2 separate regions of the Mus musculus genome follow, and region 1 is linked to region 2. The links are chromatin contacts, called in public capture Hi-C maps. All regions are on one chromosome and are shown on one strand. The core of a region is the stretch at or near the end of the contact, and the rest is flanking DNA. Distances in the headings are between cores, read along the strand shown. Region 1 holds the start of 4930544D05Rik (RIKEN cDNA 4930544D05 gene). Region 2 holds the start of Rabep1 (rabaptin, RAB GTPase binding effector protein 1).

What was found. Capture Hi-C pulls out chosen DNA fragments and counts their contacts.
Region 1: a contact with region 2 is called in a capture Hi-C map of macrophages, with 2.6 times the contacts expected there. The contact joins the promoter of 4930544D05Rik here to the promoter of Rabep1 in region 2. A contact is called at or near these places in 6 of 39 promoter capture datasets (the C10 cell line, embryonic stem cells, hematopoietic stem and progenitor cells and 2 more), 1 of 484 Hi-C or Micro-C datasets (bone marrow-derived macrophages) and 3 of 9 other capture datasets (adipose tissue, liver and macrophages).

What each region holds. Positions count from the first base shown.
Region 1 is chr11:70,612,584-70,618,935 of GRCm38.p6, reverse strand. It overlaps 4930544D05Rik (RIKEN cDNA 4930544D05 gene), which reads right to left and starts at 3,042. Exons shown (of 4, transcript NM_001145537.1): 1 at 2,932-3,042; 2 at 2,632-2,832; 3 at 2,331-2,538; 4 at 2,046-2,178. The coding sequence starts at 2,997. The coding sequence ends at 2,138. Chrne (cholinergic receptor, nicotinic, epsilon polypeptide) reads left to right here. Exons shown (of 12, transcript NM_009603.1): 2 at 41-183; 3 at 267-311; 4 at 417-526; 5 at 626-781; 6 at 1,231-1,331; 7 at 1,589-1,789; 8 at 1,867-1,981; 9 at 3,161-3,275; 10 at 3,350-3,536; 11 at 3,622-3,728; 12 at 3,808-4,053. The coding sequence ends at 3,963. It overlaps Mink1 (misshapen-like kinase 1 (zebrafish)), which reads right to left. Exons shown (of 33, transcript NM_001045964.1): 30 at 6,121-6,270; 31 at 5,870-6,029; 32 at 5,642-5,781; 33 at 4,454-5,307. The coding sequence ends at 5,224.
Region 2 is chr11:70,839,914-70,847,032 of GRCm38.p6, reverse strand. Rabep1 (rabaptin, RAB GTPase binding effector protein 1) reads right to left here and starts at 2,272. Exons shown (of 18, transcript NM_019400.3): 1 at 2,025-2,272. The coding sequence starts at 2,058.

The DNA.
Region 1 (6,352 bases), core at 1,793-4,292, 230 kb after region 2:
GCTGCTTCGTGTACAATGACCCTTTCTTCTTGAATCATAGGCAGAAGCCAGGGAAAGAATGAAGAGCTTAGCCTGTATCACCATCTCTTCGACAATTATGATCCAGAATGCCGGCCAGTTAGGAGACCTGAGGACACTGTCACCATCACCCTCAAGGTCACCCTAACCAACCTCATCTCACTGGTAAGACCTTCCCCCAATTCTAATCCTATACCCTCACTTCTACCCCCTAACTCCTGGCTTCAGCAGGCTTCTTTCTGTTGTAGAACGAGAAAGAAGAAACTCTGACCACCAGTGTCTGGATTGGCATTGTGAGTCAGACCTGGGGAGCAGTGGGAGGGTCCCCAGCCAAGCCCCTTCTCTTCTGCCAGGTGGGAGCCGGAGAGCACACACTCTCTCTCGCCCCCACCTCTTAGGACTGGCACGACTATCGGCTCAACTACAGCAAGGACGATTTTGCAGGTGTAGGAATCCTCCGGGTCCCTTCAGAACATGTATGGCTGCCAGAGATTGTTCTAGAAAACAAGTGAGGATCACCCAAGAGGGCAGGCTGCAAAGGGAACTGGCTTTGGGGGATTTGGTTGGTGAAGGAGGTTCAGACATGTGAAAAGCTTGGTTTCCACAGTATTGATGGGCAGTTTGGAGTGGCCTACGACAGCAATGTTCTAGTCTATGAGGGAGGCTATGTGAGCTGGTTGCCCCCAGCCATCTACCGCAGCACCTGCGCAGTGGAGGTCACCTATTTCCCCTTTGACTGGCAGAACTGCTCTCTCATTTTTCGGTAGGAAGAATCACTTCAATCATGATATTGAGAAGGGCCTAGAGCAGGGGACAGGGCCTGCTAAGGAGGGATAGGTGGGGTCTTCTTTGGAAGGTCTTTGGGAAGGAGTTGGAGTGAGGCACTGGAGTGAAGGGGTGGGAAGCTGGTGTAGGTTTGCAGTAGGCGTGGGCACAGGTTTCTTGCTGCCATCTTGTAGTTTGAGCGCATAGTCGCAGCTATTCCCCAGGAGGAGTCTGAGGCATAAAAATTACTTGAGTCCAGGAATCCCTTGGATAGCACGGTAAGCCCATCAGCAACCCAAAACAGAACAGAAAAGGAAGCAGGATTGGGAACGCGCTGGGGAATGTGGGCAAAAGAAGAGAGCCATATTACCCTGCCAGATTGAAGCTTCCAGGGTGGAACTAAGATGGCTGCCAGCTTCTGGGGTAAAGACTGGCCCTGTTTCACAGCTCCCAGACCTACAATGCTGAGGAGGTGGAGTTCATCTTTGCCGTGGATGACGACGGCAATACCATCAACAAGATTGACATTGACACGGCAGCTTTTACCGGTGAAGGGATATACCCCCTTTCCAAAAATTCTTCTCCCAGATAAGGTTCAAGGGGGGACGTTCAGGGTAGGGCTTGGCCTGAACCACACAACCGGAAGCTGAGCTTCTTGAAGTCAGTCTAGATGTGTTGTTTCCACACCCCCACCAGAAATGCCCCTCTCTACCATTCTGCCCCCGTGCTAACAGCCCAGGTTTCAAGCAGCCCTCTTGGCCTGGAGTTGCAGGTGTGCGGGCTGACTGTGCCCTATGTCCTGCAGAGAATGGAGAATGGGCCATAGACTACTGCCCAGGCATGATTCGCCGCTATGAGGGAGGTTCCACAGAAGGTCCTGGAGAAACTGACGTCATCTATACGCTCATCATCCGCCGGAAGCCGCTTTTTTACGTCATTAACATCATTGTGCCTTGCGTGCTCATTTCTGGCTTGGTGCTGCTCGCTTACTTCCTGCCTGCGCAGGGTAAGGGGTGACCCTGACTCCTGAACCCCAGGCTGGGCTTGCTCCCTGGCTTGCCTCTCACAGCTTGCTCCCTCTAGCTGGTGGCCAGAAATGCACGGTCTCTATCAACGTCCTGCTAGCCCAGACTGTCTTCTTGTTTCTAATTGCCCAGAAAATTCCAGAGACTTCTCTGAGCGTGCCACTGCTGGGCAGGTAATCTCAAAGTGGATCCCACAGAGATAGGGGCATGCATGGAGAATGTAGCCAAAGAAGGCTTGCATAGGGACCTGGTGTTGTCCCGTTCTGGACTTTTATTTGGACACAGGGTTGGACTGGGACAGTGATGGATTATCTGTTCCCCCATTCTCCTCACTGCTGCTGGGCGACACCTTGAGGTTTCCCGAGTCTCTCTGTTAAGAGGACAGTATAGTTCAGCATCTCCTTAATCATACCTCCTCTGACCCATGTCGCACCCTTTATCCCAAACGCACCGGATCCCCAGGGACCCCAAGGCCCAGTTGGCATAGGGTTTGTGGCAGAGATGAGGTAGACCCGTGCAAACCTCGTCCACACAGGTACAACCACGCCCCCTGGATCAGGTACCGGGCACTTGCGCCAGCTGCCGTTCCAGCTTGCCGAATCCCCTGCCCTGCGGCCAGGGCTACACGGGCCAGCGCCCTACCAGGATCCCCAGTGTCTGGGGCTGGGCCTGGGCAGTCGTTGCCGCCGTCCAGTCGCTGCACCTCCTGCTGCAGCCACAGGGCCGAGATCTACATTGGGGCATATGGGCTAGAGGTCCTTGCTTTTGTTGGCCTAGCCCTCTCCCCCTTTTATTCCCATCCCTCAGCCTCCCAGAGCAGCACCTCTAACAAGGTGGCTCCAAAGCTCATGATGCTGGCTGCAGCTTCTCTTAGCACCAGCCCTAGGGTGGCCTTCTGGGTGGGCGACTTGTCGGATTCCAGGGGGTCCTGGGACTTAAGCTCTCTGAACCTTTGCACCAGATATTCGTGAGCTGCGGCCACAGCAAGTTCCAGGGAAGATAGAAGTGGAGGCTGTAAGGCCACCTGGAGGAGCAAGGGTAGTGAGTGGAATGATCACATGGAAAGGGCCATAGCAGGAAGAGCTGGGGACCTCTCCAGATTCTGCCATTCTAATACCCTCACCTCGGTGGAGCTGTGGAAGTGGTAGACCCACAGCAGGGTGTCCAAATTGCTGGGAATCCCCTTCATGTCCGCAACAGATGGTATATGCAGAAGGGCCAGGACAATACTGGCATCGTTGAGGAGGATCAAGAAGTAACGCCACCAGCTGTGCGGAGGTGGTATTTGTGAGGTAGAGGGCAGCTAGTGCCTTGTTTGTGGGGTGCTGTGACATCAGGCTTCTGTATATCAGGTATCTTATATTCGTCATGGTGGTTGCCACGCTCATTGTCATGAATTGCGTCATCGTGCTCAACGTATCTTTGAGGACGCCAACGACTCATGCTACATCCCCTCGGCTGCGCCAGGTAAGCGCTGGTTGGAGAAAGTACTGCCCAGGGGTGGGAAGCGGGCTTGGAACCTCTCTCTGCCCCGGCTGCAGATTTTATTAGAGCTGCTGCCGCGTCTCCTGGGCTCGAGCCCACCCCCAGAGGATCCCCGAACTGCCTCACCAGCGAGGCGTGCCTCGTCTGTGGGCATTCTGCTCAGAGCGGAGGAGCTCATCTTGAAAAAGCCGCGGAGCGAACTCGTGTTTGAGGGTCAGAGGCATCGGCACGGAACTTGGACCGGTAAGCACTGCTCTTGGGTCAAAGGCATACACTCGCCGTTAGGGACGCTCTTTTAATGACCTAGCGCTTGCTGTTGCCTTAGCAGCAGCCCTCTGCCAGAACCTGGGTGCTGCAGCCCCAGAAATCCGCTGCTGTGTGGATGCTGTGAACTTTGTGGCTGAGAGCACAAGAGACCAGGAAGCCACTGGAGAGGTGGGTTGGGAGGTTGAGGCGGAGCAGTGCTAGATGCCCCGCCCTCCAGGCTCCTCCCTCGCTAAGCTCTCTCTCACAGGAACTGTCCGACTGGGTGCGTATGGGGAAGGCCCTGGACAATGTCTGTTTTTGGGCAGCTTTGGTGCTCTTCAGCGTTGGTTCTACTCTCATCTTCCTTGGGGGTTACTTCAACCAAGTTCCTGATCTCCCTTACCCACCGTGCATCCAACCATGAGCCTGCACTGGCACCCACCTCTCCCCCACCCCCCAAGAAAGAGATTTTGAAAACAGGCCGCTGACAATAAATCTGGTTTGTGAACTTGCAGGAGGGGTTGTGTGGTCATGTGGGTGGGTCCAACTCCTCAGGGAAGTAGAAGATGGGTGGGTGGTTTGGTCAGGCACTTGGAGGCAATTGGTTCAATTTTGCTCTTGGCTCCTTCTAACCTAAAGAATGTTTATCTAGTTGATAGCCAATGAGGTTTTTACAAGACCCAGATATAGAAACACTGAAGCCAGAAGTCTGGCCTGGCCCTGCTGGGGCTGGTAAAAACTATTCTCAAAGGGTCCTACCGTGTCAGGACTGATCCCTGGCCTATTCATCCACCTTACTTCGTCTCTATTATCACAGTAACTTCACAGAGCCTAATGCCTTTCCTCTACCCTCTGCATTCTCAACTCTCAAATCTCTCCAGGATTGAGAGAGAACAATAGTAGGATCTCAAAATGGTGGAAGCTGGTTGAATTGTCTTTATTAACAAAGGGGATATATCCAAGGCCACTACATTGAGAAAGGATACAGGAGGGAGAAGGGCTACTTGCTGCTCACACTATATACAGATGCAAGCAAGGGAGGATAAAGGCTGGGAGCTCTGAGCTCTCTCCTTCTAGGGAAGGGGAGAGGCTAGAAGGGGTGGGAGTGGGGAGGAAAGGGGGGAATGTTTTGGCTATGGGGTCCCTCCTCCATTCCCTGGGGGTTGGGGGGGAATCATTAAAGTGCTTTCAGAAAATGAGGAATGGTCCCTGCCCCTGGAGTGGCTGGTGACCGCCCCGCCTCCAGAACCCAGGGCCCAGTGAACACCCCCCCCCCAGAGTCTGGTACATTCAAGGGGGGAGCCGGCTCCCCTGGCGTGCAAATAAAGGGGTCAGGGCCCTGCTCATTCAGCAGCAATGGGGTAAGGGGTCCAAGCCCCAAGCGCTCTCCTCTTCTGTGGAGAAAAGGGGAGGAGCAAGTCCCACTCAATTCCTGGTAAGGGGAAGGAAGCTGTGTCATTCCCCACAAGTTGGGGAAAGGCACAGTTTTGAGAATGTTGGGGGAAAGGGTGGTCACGTGATCACGAAAGCTTCAGGGATATGAGGTCACGTTCCCAGCAGGCTCCAGTGAATCAAACCAGTAAAAGCAAAAGCCCAAGGGGGTGGGAGGGCAGGGGCGGCCTGGGTAGTCTGGCTGTGGGAAGAGAGCTGGGTCCATGTGGGGAGCCCCAGCCCAGGGGCCTCGTCACCAGTTCATGATGCAGTTACGGTTCAGAGTCATAAAGTAAACTTGGCTGCTTCCTCCAGAGCGGACAGAGGCAAAAAACACCTGAATAAAGTAGAAGAGACATCACCAAGGGCTAAGTGTGTGTGTGTGGTGTGGGGGCGGGGGGGAGGGGTATGCTGGGAAGAGAGACGAGGTTGACACTGGGGGAGAGAGAGGAAGTGAATGACACCTGTTTCTCTCTATCCCCAAGGAAAGGCAAAAAAGTGTTACCAGGTCCCTGGGGTAAAGGCAACAGAGCCCACAGGGAAGGAGGGTGTGGCTCTGACAGCTCAGAACAGCAGAACCATTCCAAACCCCCAGATGCCTGCCCAGAGCAAGGTCTGGAGAGGCAGCCCATCCCCTGGGCTAGGCTCCTTTCAGAGATACACTGCCTCACCTTGTCATTGCGCTCACACAGGAACTTGAGCCTCTGGGCTCGTTTGTGCATGAAGACCCCATCTAGGTGGCCTGTCTCCACAGAGCGGATCTCTATGGCCTTCTCACCCCAGCCCATTATCTGGTTGGAGCAGATGTAGGCTGAAGAGAGAAGATGGTGGAAGGGCTGTAAGGAGGTTTCAGTCCTAGTCACCTCGGAACAAGCAGCTTGGGGTGGCTCTTCACTTACCCACAGAGGTGGGCATCTCTCCCCACTGCAGCACCACATCCTTGATGATCCGCCCGTAAGTGTTGACATAGACACCCTCATCTTCATAGCACAGCAGCATCTCCATGCCATCAGTGTTGGGGAGGAAGATGATGGCGTGGGGTGTGATCTGGCTCTGGATCTAGGGAGAAGAAGGTGGACTGGGTGGGGTCCTCATGTCTGATGACCAGAATGGGTTGGTCTCCCTCGCCCCATAGCCCTGCTAAGCTCACATGTACAGGGATGTAGATGTCATAGCTGTTCCCAGAATCAACATCCACAGCATGGAAGCCAGCACTGGAGCCATAGATGACCTTGAGCCGCTGTCCCTCCTCTACTGTCAGGTCCACCAGTAGAGGGCGGTGAGGGAGGTCAGCAAAGGACTGTGGAGGAGAGAAGGCTCAGGGAAGACAGGTGCAGGAGCGTTCGGAACCTGGGAACATACTGGTGGCTGAGGCGGGGATT
Region 2 (7,119 bases), core at 1,023-3,522:
GGAAAGCGGACGAAGCAGTTATGTTTTACTGTTGGTCTGGTGCAAAGGAATTTTCCAATAATTTTGTTTTTTAACTCAGCAGGTCTAAAAAATTCAAGTGCGCTTCTAATTAAAGTTGTCAATATGAACTCAACTAAAGAGAACAATTAATTCCGCAAGATGAACTTGTAAGCAGACATTGGCACAAAGAACTCAAACATACCAAATTCTCTCCCCTTTCATGAACTGATAGATACCTTTGTCCATTTACATTAACGTATACTTAAAAATTTTACTTAATCTCATTCCATAGTCTTAAATTTTGAAAAATAGGAAGTAAACCTGCACTGAGAATAGCAAGAACATGAGATTCCTCAAAGCTAATGTTTTCCTCGCTTCTGCGAAGTGCTTAGTCACTTCTGCCTATTTGCAGGGAAGACCATTTCATATATTGAAAGAGGCAGGAAATTAAGAGTCCAGACTCATGTCACCTGAGTTGTCCATGGAAAGCAAAGGAAGGCAGCAGCCAGTTAAGCATACCTACCAGAAGTCAGAGCTTTCTCTGTATTCTGCCTCTGTCTGCAGTAACAAGGAGGGTTTGTAAAGTTTTCCTCCCTGACACCAAATACAAAAGGTGAGAGTTAAAAGAAGGTCCAAAAAACATCCCTGTTTCCTGACAGCCCACCAGAAACACCTCCCTTCTCTTTATTGGAATAGAAACATCGAGCAAGTTAAAGTCTAGGCTGGACATTACCCCTTAGGCAACTAACAAAACCCAAAACTAGAGGCTAACAATCTTTAGAGAACACTTCCCAGAGAGCAGCAAGAGTCTCAAAATCTGATAACATTGTTTCCAGTTCCCCTACCGCAAGAACAAACAGAGGTTTTCACAAAAGATCATTTCAAGAGACTACTCTTGGAAAAGGCCAAGAACCTCCTGAGCCAACCACCACATCCCAACATTCTACTTACAGGTAAAGATGCTAAGCACAAAAGCCAATTAGAAAAGTACACCTGAAAGAACTTTCCCAACTAGATACAGTAAGATCTTGCCAAGGACGGAGCACATTCTTTCCAAACATAACTCCCGGTTGACGACAACAACACCTGAAACAATGTGGTCAAAACTCTGGGGCAGAGCTCAGTCGGTTTAAAGGTCATAAAGGGTTCTAATAACCATCATGGCTTATTTAGAACAAGGCCCTTTTTTTCTTCCAATATGAGCATTATTAAGACAGTCTGTCCTGCACGTCTAAGTCTTGGCTACTCAGGAAACTGAGGCAGGATAGCTCAGGAGTTTCAGGTCATCATGGTCCACAAAGTGAGACCCCATCGCTTGAACGGTAGAGACGGAATGGAGAAGACGATTGACTCCTCGATTTCGGCCCACTCGAGCACCTTTTCATCCCTAACACTCTCGAAATAATACTAAACTATCCTTTTACAGATGAACGTTGCCATCTTTATCGCCTGGCCCAAGACTTGCCCATCTTTCTCGATAAAGAGACATGAATCAAGCGCTCTTCGTTCGTCAGAAACTGAGGCCCTAAGAGACTAAGATATGAGCCCGGCCTTACCATGAAGCAACACAACCACTCAAAAGAATGCTACCCAATGCTTAGGATCACAGTTACTTTTACAAGTCCGGTGCAAAGAGCGCTGGAGCGTGGCCTGAGGAGGCGGGAGCGGAGGTGGGGCGAGAGGGCACACGGCCACTACCAAGGCGAGGGCTCGCGTTTTCTTTAAGGAATATAGCACATGCTCTCCATTTCCATCCTCCCCACCCGAGGAACCCACGTGCTGATCCCACCGCACCTTCCTCTCCGCCGGCTCCCTCCCTGCAGCCTCCCCACGCCCTTCCCCGCGGCCGCCCGCGCGCGCCTCCCTCTCCCTCCCCAGCCCGGCTGCCCCAGCACGCGTCGCCCGCGCGCCCCCGCCTCCAGTCCGTGGGTCACCCCCGGGCCCGCGCGCGTGCCCTTCCTGCCCCCAAGGGCCCCCACGACGCTGCGCCGGGCAGGCCGCGCCCGCCATGGTGGGCGCCTCACCGTCAGGCTGGGGAGCCGGGCCCGGCTGCGCCATGGCCAGTGGGCGGCCTCGGAGAACGGGGATGGGCGGGGAAGCGGCGTCCCGGGATGCCGCGGGCTCAGCTGGCGGAGGAGGCGTCGACCGAGCCGCGGCCACCGCCGCCCAGGGAGGAACCGCTAAGGCTGGAGCCGCCGGCGCCGCCACAGCCTCGGGCAGAGACGGACCGGAGCGCCGACCTCCGCCTCCTCATCCTGACAGCGGGAAATAAGCAGTGCGCAGGCGCGGGGGGATGGGACGGCACGTGACGCTGGCCTAAGGGAGGGGCGGGGCCTCAGGAGGGAGGGAGACCAGGGAGGAGGGGTCCGGGGCCTGGGAGCCAGAGGGAGGCTGATGAGAGAGCTATGGGTGTTGGAGACTGGCGGCTGCAAAGACGAAGACTGTGCAAGCTCTTGGCTCCCAGGACACAGACAAAAATATCAAGCTGAGTGAGGAGACCCTGGGTGCACGCGAACCCAGCCGCTACTTTGCCTAGTTGTGTGTCCTTGAGAAAGTCCCTTAACCTCATAACCTTGAAAAGTAGAGCGGCTAAGAAAAGTTTAAATGAGGATATAAAGTAGGAAGAATTGTTATGGCCAGAACTTGGTCTGGTCCCCAGATGTGCAAGCCAATGCACTTTTTCCATTAAGCGACTATGTTTGACTTTAACGTGATCAGCCCAGAGAAGCTGTTGGAGATACAGCCAGACGCAGTGCTTGCATTCTTGACAGGAGAAAGTGCCACCCTTCTGCCTGGGCAAGAGAGCCATACGGAGACTCCAGACTTTCCTTTCCAGCCTCATTCAGACCTTGCTGCCTTCCTAGGGCAAGGGGTCTACACAGTCTGGCACTTCAGGACCAAGTCCACCTGCCTTCCTATGAGCCCAGAATTCCCTCCCTGGGTAGCTGAAGCTGTAGTCTCTCATTTTTCTATAAGACAGGGTGTAAACGTTTCTCAACGTGCCAGAGGGCAGCTGCATTTGGAGGAGGTGGCACAGCACTTACACATTTGAGCTGCTCTGTGTGTTCACAGATCCTTCGTGGTGCAAGACAGGTGAGGAAAGAAGGAAGACAAGCAACAGACCAGGAGCCCAGCCAGGGCTTACGCTCCTCTCACCAGCTTATTCAAGTGCACATACCCCCAAAGGCCAGGGATCTATGCTAGTCTTTTTTTCTCCCTCCTGCAGTCCTGGGGATTTAACCTTAAGCATAGTAGGCAAGCACTCCACTACTCAGCTATAGCAATAGTTCTTGTTCTGTTTTTTTAATTTTGAAACACCCTCTCCCTAAATGGCCCAGGTTAGCCTTGAGTCTGCAATCCTGCTTCATCCTCCTGAGAAGCTGAGATTTCAGGGTTGGACCACTACTAGGTCCTACTTTTTCTTTTTCTTTCTTTCTTTCTTTCTTTCTTTCTTTCTTTTTCTTCTTCATTTATTCTGATTCTAAAAGTTCTAAGCTCAAGTCTGCTCCAGAGTCACTGCAGATGCCTACATTCAAACCATAATAGTCATTAATGGTTTGACTTTAGTCAAAGTAGAAGACTAGGCTCTAGTAAGGTTCACAGTTCTTTGGAATGGTTTATAATTTTAAATAGGTAGTCATCTGTTTGTACTTTTGCCTGAGGTCCCACTAAGATGAAGGGGGGTTATATTTAGACTTTTAAGCAATTAACATCTCCTGGTATGCCTTTGACAGAACAAATGAAGCCTGTTTCCACCCTCCCCCTGGTTTCTAACCTTCCTGAGTGAGCAAATCCTCGCTCAGCAGGGAGACCTTTGGCCCCAGTAGGGCCACTCAGTAATCATCTGTCCTGTTGCAATGACTGAATAGGAAGCAGGAGCCATAAAGATAGCAGATGGCGATGTCCTCCACAGATGGGACTCCTTCCACTGACTGTATACCGTACTTATTGCCATTGGTAATCAGGATTGCAACCCGGTCCTCAAGACCAAGGTCACTCAGAAATGATCACACATCTGGTAGGGACTCTCAGAGGCCCCTATGTCAAAAGTTGGAAAGGCCATTTTGAAATAAGCAAAGAGTACCAGAATTATATACATTTTCATATTCATTTAATTTTTTTTTTTAAGACAGGTTCTCATGTAGCCCAAGCTAACTTTGAATTCCTGATTCTCCTACCTCCCAAATGCTAGGATTACAAATCCAGAACTTTGTGCCTTCTAGGCAAGTGCTCTACCAACTGAGCTATACCCCAGTCCCATTTCATATTTTTTATGTAAACCCTAAGACCCAACAACCAGATGCCATTCCTAGATATGTACTAGAGAAAACTAACGTATGCTCAAAGCCTTCATTAGCTACAGAAGTTGTAATTCTCATTCTGAAGGAAATCAAGAAATAAAACATGAAATAATTACTTGTCAATTAGATTGTATGTGAAAGATAAGACATACACAAGAATATTTACAGCAGTATATTTCATTATACAGCAAATAAATGGCCCACATATTCATCAACAGAGATGATTTTGTTTTGTCTTGTTTGGTTTTAGTTTTGAGACAGCAAAACTGTAGCCCAGGCTGGCCCCAAACTCTCACCCTCCTGAGTATGGTGAGTACAGGTATACACGACTACATCTGACATTTAAATTTGTGTGATGTGTGATATATTTGTGTATATTTGTTCACACGTTTTCGGATACATGTGTGTACTTGTGAAGGTCAGAAGTCTACCTCAAGTACCTTTCTCAGTTTCTCTCCACCTAATTTGTAATAGGGTATCTCTTATTCTATGACAATATCATAGCTGTAAACAATGTATCTTGGTCATATACACCCCACCTCCCCCTTTCCACTCAACCCAGGCACTCCTTTAGGGCTCCCTCCCCACTTTATATCATTTCTCTTCTTTCTTTCTTTCCTTTTTAGTTTACTTTATATGCATAAATGTGCACCAAATGGGTGCCTGGAAGTTAAAGATGGTTGTGAGTTATCATATGGGTGCTGGAAATTGAACCTAGCTCCCCTGAAGAGCAACAAGTATTCTTAACCACTAAGCCTTATCTCTAGCCCCTATGTTGGCTTCTCTTGTTGGCTTGACCCTGTGCAGGTGAGTTCACGAGTGCAATGGCCGTGGTCCACAGCACTGAGGATGGCATTTCACAGCACTTCTGCTCATCCTCTGCCTCTTACACTCTATCTGCCCCCTCTTCCTAGATGTTTCTTTAGCCTTGTAGGGGTCAGAGGATGACAGTCTGAGACAGATGTCCGATTGAGCTGAGCACTCAATGATCACTTATTTATTCTTAGCACATCGGCCAGCTATGAGTCTCTGCATTAATTGCTGCCCATTGCAGAGAGCTTCCCTGGTCAGCGTTGACTGTAACAATCAATAGTCTCTATGTAGAAACATAAGTATTTAGGAGGCAGTTCGACCACAGGTCCACTTAACAAGACAACAGTATGACTTTTGACACCCTAAGCTATGGGCTTTTGACCAGTTTACAAAACCAGGCATGAATTGTCTCCTGTGGAACAGGCCTCCAATCCAATCCTAGCTAGGAGGAAGGGCGTTTTCAAGTCAGCTCCAGATTGATTTCTGTAATCAAAGTCCAACCTTATTTTTTGAGACAAGTTCTCTCACTGGTTCTGAAGTTCTTTAACACGAGATGACTAGCTATCCAACAAACTCCAGGGAGATGCCTATCCCCACCTCCCCAGCACTGGGATCAGAGCTATGCATTTTACATGGGTTCTGCATGGGTTTTACATGGGTTCTGAGATCGGTTCCTCATGCTTATATGGCAAAAACTTCAATGACTGAACCATCTTCCTGATGGTGGTGGTGTGTGTGTACATGTACATGTACAGGTATGTTTGCCATGTATATGTGAAGGCCGGAGGCCATCAAGCACCTTCCTCTCTCACTTGCTGCCTTATTCCCTCAAGACAGAGTCTCTCAGTGAACCTGGAGCTCCCCACTGTTGACCTGCACCGGCAGCCGCGGAGCTCAGTGATCCTCCTGTCTCCCACAACTCCTCAGCACTGGAGTTAAAGGCACGCATGGCCACCATGCCCAGCTTTTACACAGCTGTGGAGATCTGGGCTCAGGTCCTCATGCTTGTATAGAAAATGCTCTTACCTCTGGACCCCAATTATTTCAGTTAAGTAAGCATACAGTCATGTAATCAATGCAAATGATTTCACAAACAACAGAGTCCCACCACATAGCACAAGAAGGCCTTGAATTCACTGTGCAACCCAGGCTTTCCTCAAATGCTCCAGATCAGCCTTCCAAGATCACTGGCATGTGCCTGCCACAGCACCTAGTTCCTCACAAACATAATTTTGAGAGAAAAATTATTAAAATCCTCCAATTTGGGGCTGGAGAGATGGCTCAGTGGTTAAGAGCACTGACTGCTCTTCCAGAGGTCCTGGGTTCAATTCCCAGCAACCATATGGTGGCTCACAACCATCTGTAATGGGATCTGATGTCCTCTTCTGGTGCTACAGTGTATTCATATAAATAAAATAAATGAATCTTAAAAAAAAAAATCCTAGCCAGGCAGTGGTGGCAGACGCCTTTAATCCCAGCACAAGGGAGGCAGAGGCAGGCAGGCGGATTTCTGAGTTCAAGGCCAGCCTGGTCTACAGAGTGAGTTCCAGGACAGCCAGGGCCACACAGAGAAACCCTGTCTCAAAAAAAAAAAGTCCTCCAATTCAAATTATGTAAAATTCCAAAACAGGAAAAAGTAAAGTTTGTGAATAAACAGTAAAAGACAGGAAGAGTCAGTATCGAAGAATAATGACAATCACAAAAATGGTTAGCTGTATGCCATTTGGAAGGGCTTTTTTTTTTTTTTTTTTTTTTTTCCGAGACAGGGTTTCTCTGTGTAGCCCTGACTGTCCTGGAACTCACTTTGTAGACCTGGCTGGCCCCAAACTCAGAAATCCACCTGCCTCTGCTTCCCTTAAAAGCCTGTCTTTCTAGGTTTCTGGATGTCTGTTCAGCTGGCAATGTCACAGTTAGCATCCTGATCCTCCACGTAACTGATCCTCTGTAGCCATGGGTTCTTCTTCTAAAGTTCAACCAACTTCTTATCAAAAATATTTGAAGACAA